Regions from separate parts of the Zea mays genome. Here region 2 is linked to region 1. A link is a contact called in public Hi-C data. All regions are on one chromosome and are shown on one strand. The core of a region is the stretch at or near the end of the contact, and the rest is flanking DNA. Distances in the headings are between cores, read along the strand shown.

Region 1 (5,866 bases), core at 1,565-4,064:
CAGAATATTGAATTTTCATTTCAGTTTTTACATAAATGATATATGCTTGGAGCAGTGGTATGATGCTCCGGTGCAGAGTTGCAGATGTACATTCAAGAAATAATAAGGTCATAATCCAAACTAGGCTGGTAAACAAGGACTGTCATTTTATGGCAGCAGAAGCACAACCCACAGTGCTTATTGGTTGTTCTATGTGGATTAGCTTCAATCATCAAGAACTATTATGATGCTGAAACCTGTGGTCGCTTCAGCACCTTAACGCGATAATATAAATTCTAACTGCCTCAGCTCATCCGAATGGGAAATTTCGTAATTTTAAACTTGGCATTTGCCAATACCTGTAAAAGGAAGAGATATCAGCCTATAGCTTACGTGCACAGTTAATACACAGTCGCACAAGTCCATGTTTTAAAAAACTAGCAGCCCCACCAGAACTATCACATATCCGTACACATGCAAAATTGTCAGAGCAGGTTTTCCATCAACCCTCAAGTAAACCTATGTTGAGCTCTCTATTCACATTCTTCTTCTAAAATGTAAACTAACCTATTGGCCAATTAAAAACGATAGTACTCATTCTACTCTGAATCATAATTTACTTTGGCTTTGTATTAAGCCAAATTTCACTAGCTTTGACAGTTTTTTTTTTTCGAAAAATGTATCAACACCTACAATTTCGAATAAGAGTTATATCAAAATATATTTCATGAATAATTTAATGAAACTAATTTGATGTTGTAGATGTTAGTACATTTTTCTATAAACTTAGTCAGAGTAAAATAGTTTGACTTAGGACAAAGACAAAGTAAACAATAATTTGAGAACAGAGGAAGTACTTATGCATGGACACCAATTGACGACTGTATCATAATCAATTAATTACTTGAACAGTTAAGTAAACCGTATGCATCAGCAACAACTGATATAATGCTCCATTAGTGAACTGGTGAAGAAAGTAGATATCGCACCGAAGTCCCTGGTTGTAACTTAACACCCTTGATGGCCAGGCATGATGCAATTCAACAAATCACTGCTTCCATCACCAAGGATGAATGTTCAACCATCTGACATATTCACATATCTTCAACCAGTCATACTAATGTGGAACCAATGCCCACTTGATGTCACCACCGTTGGCGTTGGTCTGGCAAACCTTTAGAAATCATATCTACTCGTGGAACTAAGTAATAAGAGTGATAGCATATATACCGTATGAAGCTCCTTCTCACCCTTTCATTGTTGTGCAAAGTAATTAAATACTAAGGTGACAATCTTCACAATGTCCAAGAATCAAAACAAACGCCTGGGTATTTTCATGGGAAAAAAATTTGGTGCAGACCAGATGCAGACCAGAATGTTTGCAGCCCCCCACAAAAAAGAATATAGACCTTACCTGTAGGTCCATCAGATAATGTTTTAGTTGTGTTATTGCTGCTATGGGTGGGTCTATCTTCCTTTTTGTGAGGGACTGCAAACATTCTTGTTTGTAGATGACCTGCACCAAATTTTTTTTCCATTTTCATGGCATTGTCCCTCAAGCTGCGCAAGTCACATAACTGAATGCAATGTTTGGTCTAAATGGTGTGATGACCGAACTTAAGTTTTCAAACTGACACTGTACGAGGTAAATAAGACAAATGAAACATGATAACCTTGCGCCTCGTTTGGATCCTTGGAATTCAATTTCATTCTAATAATCGTGATTTAGACATAAATCAATTAAGCTAATATGATTTTTATAGAAAGTATTTGTATATTATTGCTAACCATATGAGAGAGATATTTATGTGCTACATTTCTATCATAGGGGACTAAGTTGAAGAGCGTGTTATAAGTTGCAGAGTAGAAACATAGACTAGTGATATATAAAATCAATTTCAACTCTCTCATCCTATGAATTTGAGTCTTATATCTAAACTTTGGAAAGTGGTAAAATGTCAAATTCCAAACAAATAGCATACTTTATCAAGTAGATTCCAATTTCTTTAAAATGGAGGGATCCAAACACCCCTTAAAAGAAAAGGGGAGGATCATTTACCATGGAACCTACTGATTTTCTAATCATCAATTTCTCATCATCAAAGTGCAACATAGCATCTAGTCATCATAAATTGATCAGAACATGACCAATATGGCTAAATTACCATAGCAAAGGCAATTAACAGAAGAAGACCTATGTGGCTAAATCACTATTGCAAAGGTTTATCTTTCCTCTGTAGAGAACAGAGCACCCAAATCGGCATCACAAATCTGACAAATTGTCTGAATTTTCCCAGAAGATGGCAAGGGGCGACATACCTCGGGGAGCCACCGGTCGTCCTCGGCGTCAGCGAGCACGAAACTGGCGGAGCCACTGGCACCGTCTTGGAGCTCGCGAACGAGGCCCTGCAAAGAGGCGCACAGGCGGCAGCGCGGGGAGTAGAACTCCAGCACCGTGGCGGGCCTCCCGCTCGCGAGCGATGCCGCCAGGGCGCGCTGTTCAGCGTCCCCGCGGTCCACCTCCACCACCGCGGCACCCGTGCGCCTCTGAACGCCCCTTACTCCTCCGCTGGGAGAAGAGGCGGGGGAGGGGATGTCGCCGGCGATGAGGAGGCCCTGCGCGAGGGTGCGGATGGACTTGAAGAGCCAGGGGAGCTCGAGGTCGCCGCAGGGGCTGGGGCTGGAGCTCGCCGATGGGATAGGATTAGGGCCCCACGGCCATTTGAAGCAGACGAGGGGAGGAGGCTTGCCGGCGGCGCCCATCTCCGGTGGATGGCCGAGGGGGGGGGGGGGGGGGGGGGGGGTGTCAACGGACTGGCGGAGGGAAGATGTGAGGCGCACGGCCATTTTGTTTTAGTTTTTTTTGTTGTTGCAGAAGTCACTGGCACAAGGGCCGTAAGTGACTGATGTTGGGCCATCTGTTAGTGGCGCAGCAAAGCCCAGACATTCAAGAGGAGGACATTGGCCCACATCTCACTTCGGGTCTGTTACAGGCCTCAATATCTTATGGGCTCGGGTACGTACTTGTTTAGCAGTGTTGATTGGATTGGGCTTCCAGGTTTCCTTCTGTAGCCCGCGTCTTCTCACGGTTCGATGGAGCTTTTGAGCCTTCATTTTCCCGCCTAACCACCTTTGTTTAATTATTTGCAAGAGTAAAGTTCAAATCCCGCGCCGGGTTTCTTCAACAAGTTCTTTTTTAGAAAAAGGGAATATATAATTCCGCCGCATGAAGTTGTCTAACATATATCGACTAAGAAAGGTAGTCCCAACAGCAGCAACATAACAAGGATAATCCCAAGTCCCAACAGCACAAACATAACATGTTAATCCAAGGCAGAGACAAAACACAAGCTACTAAAATGTGATCCTGCTAGAAAAGTTCCATCCATTGGAAGCGAAAATCTGCATCATGGTCGTTTCAAGCAGACGACATCCAGTTTTATTTGTGGTTTGTCTTCTCCCTTTAGCATTATTGCCCACTCCCTCATCCGGTACGTTCTTCTGAAGACTACATGCAAAGGAGTAGGCACTTGTGCACTGTTAAAAATAATATCATTTCTACATAACCAAATTGTCCAGTAAAAGACACAAGTTCCGAACCAAATCTTGTTCCTAAGGTTCCCATCTACCCCTTCCATCCACCTTCCAAACATATGTTGTATGCTTCTAGGTGGTAAGATATTAAAGGAGACATGAACACACAGCCATACACATCTAGCAATATAGCAATAAAAAAGGTGTTGAATGAATTCATCTAAAATACATGCAACACACTTTAAACTTCCTTTCCATTGCTTTTTTTGCTAGGTTGTCTTTGGTAAGGACTATGTTCTTGATAAGATACCATATAAAAACCTTTATCTTTAGAGGAATCCTAAGTTTCTATATAGGATGTCTTCTAGGTGTAATATGCGGCATTATAAGAGTTGGATACATTGACCAAACCATGAACCGACCATGCTGATGTAGAGACCACTCGAATGTGTCTCTCTTATTAGTTAGTTGAGTATTCATAACCATGGTTGTAAGTTGCTACTACATTTGCAAACTTTTTATTTGGCCACCACTGTTTTCTGAAAACTTTTTATCTTCCAAATTGTTACCACTACATTTGCAAAAACCCTCTTAACAGCTAAGAGGAGAAAAAGTATTTATTCCAAAGGGGAGAATGATTTCAGGGGGACCTTTTATTTGGCCAAAGGAGAAGTATTTTGAAAAAGGGGGAGCATCTTCCAAAATTGAAAATGTTTTTTTGAAAAATTCTATTCTTATACCTCAGGACAATTGCAAAATAATTTGAAAAGACTTTTCCAAAAGATTTGCAAAAAAACAAGCTAAGTGGTGCAAATGTGGTCCAAAATTTTAACTATATCAAAACATTCATATGTACTTAGAACTGATTTCACTTCAGTAATTTATGCACTCTTGTCAAAATTGCAAACTAATTACATTTCTGCACTTTATACTTGCTTTGGTTTGTGTTGGCATCAATCACTAAAAATGGGGATATTGAAAGGGAAATGACCTTTACCATTTTCTCTAAATTGATTTTGATTATTGATGACCATTACAACCTAATGGACTAACCAGTTTGCCTAGTTGATTGATTCTCAGGTGCATAAGTCCAACCATCTCAATTCTAAATCGACTGTCCGGAATACCGTAGATTATTCTAAACAGGAGAGCTTTTTGGAGAATTCACCTATGCGCGTATCGTCCGGGCTCTTCTGGCGGACTGTCCGCGACACCTCAGTGAGCCTCAAATAGGAACTATGCAAATCTCAAGACTTCTACCACGGACTGTTCGAAGGAGAGAAGAGTAGCGTCCGAGACCAAGCGCGGAGCGTTCGGACCTTAGGCACAGACCGTCCACCCATTGGAATCTAGATAAACCTGAAAGTGCTAGATTCAGTAAAATTCATTTTAGCATCCCCACAGACCATCTGGGGTGCACGCCCAGACCGTGCGCAACTGCTTTATCTAACATTTGACGACACATTTAATGCACTTATAGCTGTTGATATAGCCATTACTGCTGACCGTTGTGATTTCAGTCGTTGATGTGTGTAGGAGCGGATCGTCCGGGCTAGGAGCGCGGACCGTCCGTGGTTGGCAGAAAGTGGGCAATGGCTAGGAAGTGGTTGGTGGCTATAAATATAACCCCAACCACCTCCATTCACTCCATCCAGCATTCCATTCATCCTCATACAATACAAGAGCAAGCACTTCATCCCAAGACACATTGAAAGCTCCCAAGCTTCTCCAAGTGCCATAATTGTGACTAGTTATCGTTAGTGATTTGTGACTTGGAAAGTCTTGAGAGAGTGTGATCTTATGTTTTTCTTGTTGCTTGGCTTTCTTGACCGTGCTTTCTTCATCTCCTTCTAAACTCTCAAGTGACTTATAAAGCTAGCAAGAGACACATAATTCTATGGTGATCCTTAAGGGTCTAAGTGACCCTCGAGATTAAGAAGAAGCATGCAACCGGTCTAATTAAGTGACCGTTTGAGAGAGAGAAAGGGTTGAAAGAGACTCGACCTACGTGGTCTCCTCAACGAGGAGTAGGTTCTTCAGAATTGAACCTCGAGAAACAAATCGTCATGTTCATTTGTGTTGATCTTTACCTTGTGATTTGATTCTTTCTCTCCCCTCTCTCTAAAGTGCTCTTGCTTATTCTTTTGAGTTAGCTTCCAAAGTAAATCTGCACATTGATTGAGCAACTCGTGGCAAGAAGAACCATCTTCTGCACTCCGATTTCATTATTACTCTTTCTAATGCTAACTTCGGGTGAAGTTCATGTTCAAAATTTATAATTTTCAGGTTTTGTCTATTCACCCCTCTAGGTGACTTTCAGTTTGGATAGAAGGGAGATAAGAGTTTTCTCGTT
Region 2 (5,866 bases), core at 1,292-3,791, 170 kb before region 1:
TAGGGATAGCAATACACAACCTTATTTGAATGCTTGATGAATTGCAGGGTTCAGTGTCAAATGCTCAGGGATCGGAGGGTGCTGCCAACGTCCAAGGCTTCCTCGTCCATGGTTCTGGAGGGAGTGGCCACCTTCCTGGTGGCGGAGGAGGGAGTGGCCAAAACTCCCACAGCCCGCAGGAGTGAGTTTGATTATAGACTATGTATGGACTATGTATACACTTTATTATAGATGTGATTATGGTATTGAAACTGTATGAACTGTATGAACTATGTATGGACTATGTTTGAAACAATTATGGTATTGCTTGTGAATGTGGTTTGTGAAATCTGTATTGCTTGTGAAATCTGTATATGTCATTGTGGATTATGTGTATTTTGCTGTGAATTAAAAGGTGCAGAAAAATCTGTTTTGGGGGGGTATCATTAATTTTCGTCGGCCTGTTCGGAGGCCGACGAAAATACAACAGCTATTTTCGTCGGCCAAAGAGGCCCATGAAAATAGCTGCTGTAGCTGCTGTATTTTCGTCGGCCACAGAGGCCCACGAAAATGGCTGTTGTATTTTCGTCGGCCCAAGAGGCCCACGTAAATAGCCTGTGTATTTTCGTCGGCCTTGGACAAACCGACGAAAATATGTTATTTTCGTCGGTGCCGACGAAAATAGTTGCTTATTTTCGTCTAACATATTTTCGGCGGCTATTTTCGTCGGTATGCCGACGAAAATAATCTATTTTCGTCGGTTTAAGCTTTTTTTCGTGGGTTTTTGGCCCATGAAAATTTAGGCGTTTCCTGTAGTGTTTATGCACCTGTAATACATGAATACTTGGCAAACTAGTTAGTCCATGTGTTTGCGTTGGTCATTCAACCACCAAAATTAATTGTGAGAAAAGGTTAACCCTATTTCCCTTTTAGCACTGCATCGTCATTGTTGGGGACTTGTTCTAAAATGCTATGAGTTAAGAACAAGGCAACACAAAATATTAAATGTTAATGTCCTTCATCCTTCGAAGCATTATTTCCCTTAGGATATAACGATCTTCAGACGAAGGTCATGAAGGACGTACCTCCATCATCACAGTATATATTAATGAAAGACAAAGCATATGAAACATGAAAGATAACATAAATAATCATAAACATCATTGGCATCTTTGTTATATAACCATGAATAGATAAGAACAATACTTAATTACATTTGTACCTTCGGCTTGACAGAAGGCAAAAATCCAAGTGTGACGCACGAGCGAATACAAGTCAGCGTGAATAGTATGGGGGTACTGTTCATCTATTTATAGGCACAGGACGCAGCCTGTGAGAAATTACATTCATGCCCTTTACATTTATTATTGACTTATATTCAATTCTATGAGGACTAGATAGCCTTTTCCCCTTTAAGTCGGTTCCTTTTTCCACCATTTAGCCGAAGCTCCCTTGCGTGTAGCTTCGGAGCAACTCACAACCTTCGTCACGATCATGCTTTTTACATCGTTCATGTTTGTAGCCCGAGTCCGAAGGTACCTGTTCATATATCACACTTAAAAGATATTGTTACATCACGCTTTTGAGGACCTTCGGAGGACGAAGGCCCCCAACAGTCATCCTCTCCGGTGGTAACGACGACCTCATCCAGCTCCATGATGGTCGCAATCTGGGCCCGGTGTCCACCTCGACGGTCTCGCCATGGTCGTCTGAGCCTGGTGCGGGATCTGTGGATCTGATGAGCAGGTTTGACTTACCAAAGGCGGAGTCCCCGGTGAGCACCACCTTGAAGAGGATGTCGCGGGGGGGGGGGGGGGGGGAGGGGGGGTCCGCGGACTGCTTACCTTCCATAGATGGAGATCGGCGTGCGTGGTGGGGAAGCACCCCCGATATCCGATCAGCTTTCATCATTGGATTGGGGCGGGCGCGGAGGGCGAGGATGTTGGTGGCGGCCATGGCGCGGTGGATCCATTGATGGAGCGAGGCGTGCGCGGAGGGCCCGTTTTAATAGCGCCATGCTAGGCGCGACCGCGCCCCGCTCACCTTCCATCGATGATTTGCGACGGGCATGGTGGGGGAGGATGTCGGGGTGGGACAGACTAGGGCGTGCACGATAAGATCCTGGACAGGGAGCAGAGGTGGAGGATGTTGAGGGGCAGGTAGCCGATGATGGTGGCGACGAAAGCGTGACCGAGATCCAGGGGAGCGTTGGGAGGCAGAACTATGGCGCACGGTGTGGACGTCTACAAACCGTGCTTGTAGAGTAGTAGGGATTTAAGGCTTTACTGTTGGAGCGAAGTGTTTTATTGGTGTCCTAAATTGTACAAAATATATTCATATTAAATTATATGATGTTTTTTATAGGTCACATCGTTGGAGATACTGTTAGCTCATTTAAAGGTTAAAGTGATAAAATTAGTCGAGATGAATCTTTTCTTTCCGGACTCACCAATAAAATCGCGACGGACGAGATTTACCAACAGCCAACCAGGGAAGATGTTTATGCCACGTCATGTCGCGCCAAAGCTTGTCAAATACAGCGGTCCCACATCAGTACGTCACCAATCGAACTGAATGGACCAGTCGACGTCATCGCCTCCCTCGCCTATCCGCTCGGCCGTTGGCGCTCACCAAAACCACCCAGAAGCCTCCGCTTGACCGCTTCACTCGCTTTCCGCCCGCCGCGCCATGAGCGCCGCCGCCTGCCTGTTCGCTGCCGCCGTCTCCCTATCATTCCCGTCGACCTCCGCACCCTCTTCCGCAAGACGCCGCCGCCTCCGGAGCCCCACCACCCTCCTCCGCTGCTCCCCGACTCGCCGCCGTGGGCCGGTCCGGCGGACACTCGACGAGCGGCTGCTCGAGGCCGCGCCGGCGGAGACCGAAGACGTCCAAACCGCTGTTGATGTAGAGGATGGAGGAGGGATCGCTGAGGGCGATGAAGTGGGAACAGAGGAGATGGAGGAGCTGGAGCAGCGACCGCCGACGAGGGCTTTCGTGAAGAGCAGGCGGCAGCGGCAGGAAGAGGAGGAAGCCGCGGCGGGGCAAGACCGGTTCAAGCTCATCAATGGCAAAGAGGTAGCGGATTGCGTAGCTTCAGCTGCTTGCTTTTGTTGCTCCGACAGGCCCGCTTGGCGCCGGCCTGTTTGACAGATTGGGCGGTTTCTACTCAGCGTGTGGAGAATATGATAACCTGCAGCGATCCATCAAATTCACCGGAGAGAACTTTTGATTGTTACATCCCCGCTAGATATTTTGGGCCGTGACATGAACAATAGAGCTGTGAGTTGGTGTTACCTGCCAGTTTCATCATGTCTGATTTCTGAACCTGTGGACCTGGCTACCTGCAGATATTTCAAGAGAAGGCTTATCTGGTTGGTGTTGAGTGCAAACGGACAGGAGGGAACCTGTTCGGCATAGAGGAGTCCCTTAAGGAGCTGGAGCAGTTGGCTGATACGGCGGGCCTTCTGGTAGTCGGCTCAACCTATCAGAAGTAAGCTTCTGTTTGACGGGAACATCTCGACTGAGCCTGCACTGTGCTCTACTAGCAATCGTGGTTACACGTTCTCACCATAGATAAGATGGGACACCACGGAAAAACTGAGATGCCTGGTCAATCTAATTCGTGGTCCACAGAAACTTCACGGGCAACTTGGATAGATGAAATGATACTGTTAGTTCAGATTTTCAAAATGTACTCTGCAGCTGTTAGGGCCTAAGAAGGCCCACGGAGGACTGCAGCAGCAGCAACGATGGGCCCTCGAAGGGGATTAGATAAGGATAGTTAGAAATAAGATTAGAAGTTTGGTTGAGATTATTTAGAAGATTAGTTGAGATTATCTAGGAAGGTTTCTTGGATAGATGAAATGCTACTGTTAGTTCAGTTTTTCAAAATGTACTCTGCAGCTGTTAGGGCCTAAGGAGGCCCACGGAGGGGCTGCGGCAGCAGCAACCATGGGCCCTCCAAGGGGATTAGATAAAGATAGTTAGAGATAAGATTAGAAGTTTGGTTAAGATTATTTAGGAGATTAGTTGAGATTATCTAGGAAGTTTATCAGTTAGTAGTTTGTTGAGAGTTTTTAGAAGAGTTTTAAGGAGATAGAATCTCTAGCTAGATAGGGGCGGCTAGCCGGCCTATTTATGTAATCAATGAATGAGAAATAAAACAGACAAGAATTAGAAGGGAGAAACTCTCCTCTTGCTCGACCGTGGGCAGAGGCCCCCGGCCGGCGTTCCTGCCCATCGATACCCTCTCCATCCCCTCACCGATCTAGCGACCATAACATCTGGTATCGGATAGCTTGAGTTTCGATCTGATCCCATGGCTTCTGCTGCCAATTTCGCGGCGTCATCCTGGCAACCGGCGTCCCCGTCTCCATAGACTGCGCCGCATGTCACCTTCGTCACGCCGTCCTGGCAACCGACGTTCCCATCTCCATGGGCTGCGCCGCATGCCACCTTGGTCACGCCATCCTGGCAACCGGCGTCCCTATCTCCATGGGCAGCATCGCCTGCCAGTTTTGTCACAACATCCTAGACGCCGGCGTGCCCATCTATAGGGACAACGCCAAATTTCGTCACATCATCTTCGTTGACGGCGTCTCCGTCCCCATGAGCTACGCCACTAGGGGCAGCCACGGCTCAGCAATCAGCCAATCACCAGCTCCGTCGATGGGGAACTTGTGGACCAACATAAGGGCTGATCTCGCAAAGATGCAAGCCACGCTGCAGAAGGTTGAGCAAGGGCTGCTGCAAATCAAGGCAGCAGTGCAACATGAGCAGCACCAGCTGGCGTTGTCCGCACGGCTCCAGACGTCGGCGGCTGTGGGCCTACAAGCTGCTGCTCCTGGCTTCCTTGCATGACGGAGAGTGCGGGAGATGCGTCGGCATATGCTCGAGGCAGCCTTGGTGACGGTTGACCTCGGCACACGGGGGCGCGACCTCGCCCTGTCGGATGGCCATCAGCAGCGGCACCGGGCCGCTATCTCCAAGTGCGAGCATGGTACGTGTCCCGCTAGCGATGAACTTCAATTCTACGACAGCGGCGGTAGGGAAGGCACTCCCCTCGTCATCGGCAAGGGCGCACTATTTAGCGCCACCACATTCTGCTACCGGCCGCCACGAGGGCGCCTCCGCTGGTTATTGTTGCGACCTACTCCAGGTGCCCGTCCATGTGCTCCTTTTTCGTCCAGATGGCGTCCATGAGATCCAGGTGGCTGCACACGTGCAAGTCCAATACGCGGAGGGTGTCCGTCTTATCTTATGGGGTAAAAAAATTTAGATTCGGAATACTAAGATAAGTCGAGATGTAAAAGGCTTGTCTTCTAGGTGTCTGGTTTTGAGTCAAGTAAACTCGGTCTTTGAGCACCCGTCATGCTGCAGCTTGAGGACGAGCTGCTTGTCAAGGGGTGTAGTGTTAGGGCCTAAGTAGGCCCACAGAGGGGCTACGGCAGCAGCAACCATGGGCCCTCCAAGTGGATTAGTTAAGGATAGTTAGAGATAAGATTAGAAGATTGGTTGAGATTATTTAGGAGATTAGTTGAGATTATCTAGGAAGGTTATCAGTTAGTAGTTTGTTGAGAGTTTTTAGGAGAATTTTAAGGAGATAAGGATCTCTAGCTAGATAGGGGCGGCCAGCCGGTCTATTTATGTAATCAATGGATGAGAAATAAAGCAGACAAGAATTAGAAGGGAGAAACCCTCCTCTTGCTCGGCCGTGGGCAGAGGCCCTCGACCGACGTTCCTGCCTATCAATACCCCTTTTCAATCCCTCACCGATCTAGCGACCATAACAGCAGCATTGCCACAATCTGAAATAAATATAGCTCAAATTTTCCTCTTAATTTTCTGTATAAGTTGTATTGTTATGTTCTTATGTAAGATTGTAAGA

What was found. A called contact is a pair of places that touch in the nucleus more often than the background predicts.
Region 2: a contact with region 1 is called in a Hi-C map of ear, with 2.0 times the contacts expected there. The contact joins the promoter of LOC100281675 here to the promoter of LOC103652812 in region 1. A contact is called at or near these places in 2 of 25 Hi-C or Micro-C datasets (ear and tassel).

The regions. Positions count from the first base shown.
Region 1 is chr4:10,394,157-10,400,022 of Zm-B73-REFERENCE-NAM-5.0, reverse strand. It overlaps LOC103652812, which reads right to left and starts at 2,814. Exons shown (of 2, transcript XM_020552456.2): 1 at 2,299-2,814. The coding sequence starts at 2,742.
Region 2 is chr4:10,564,632-10,570,497 of Zm-B73-REFERENCE-NAM-5.0, reverse strand. It overlaps LOC100281675 (GTP-binding protein hflX), which reads left to right and starts at 2,541. Exons shown (of 13, transcript NM_001154595.2): 1 at 2,541-3,054; 2 at 3,327-3,469. The coding sequence starts at 2,668.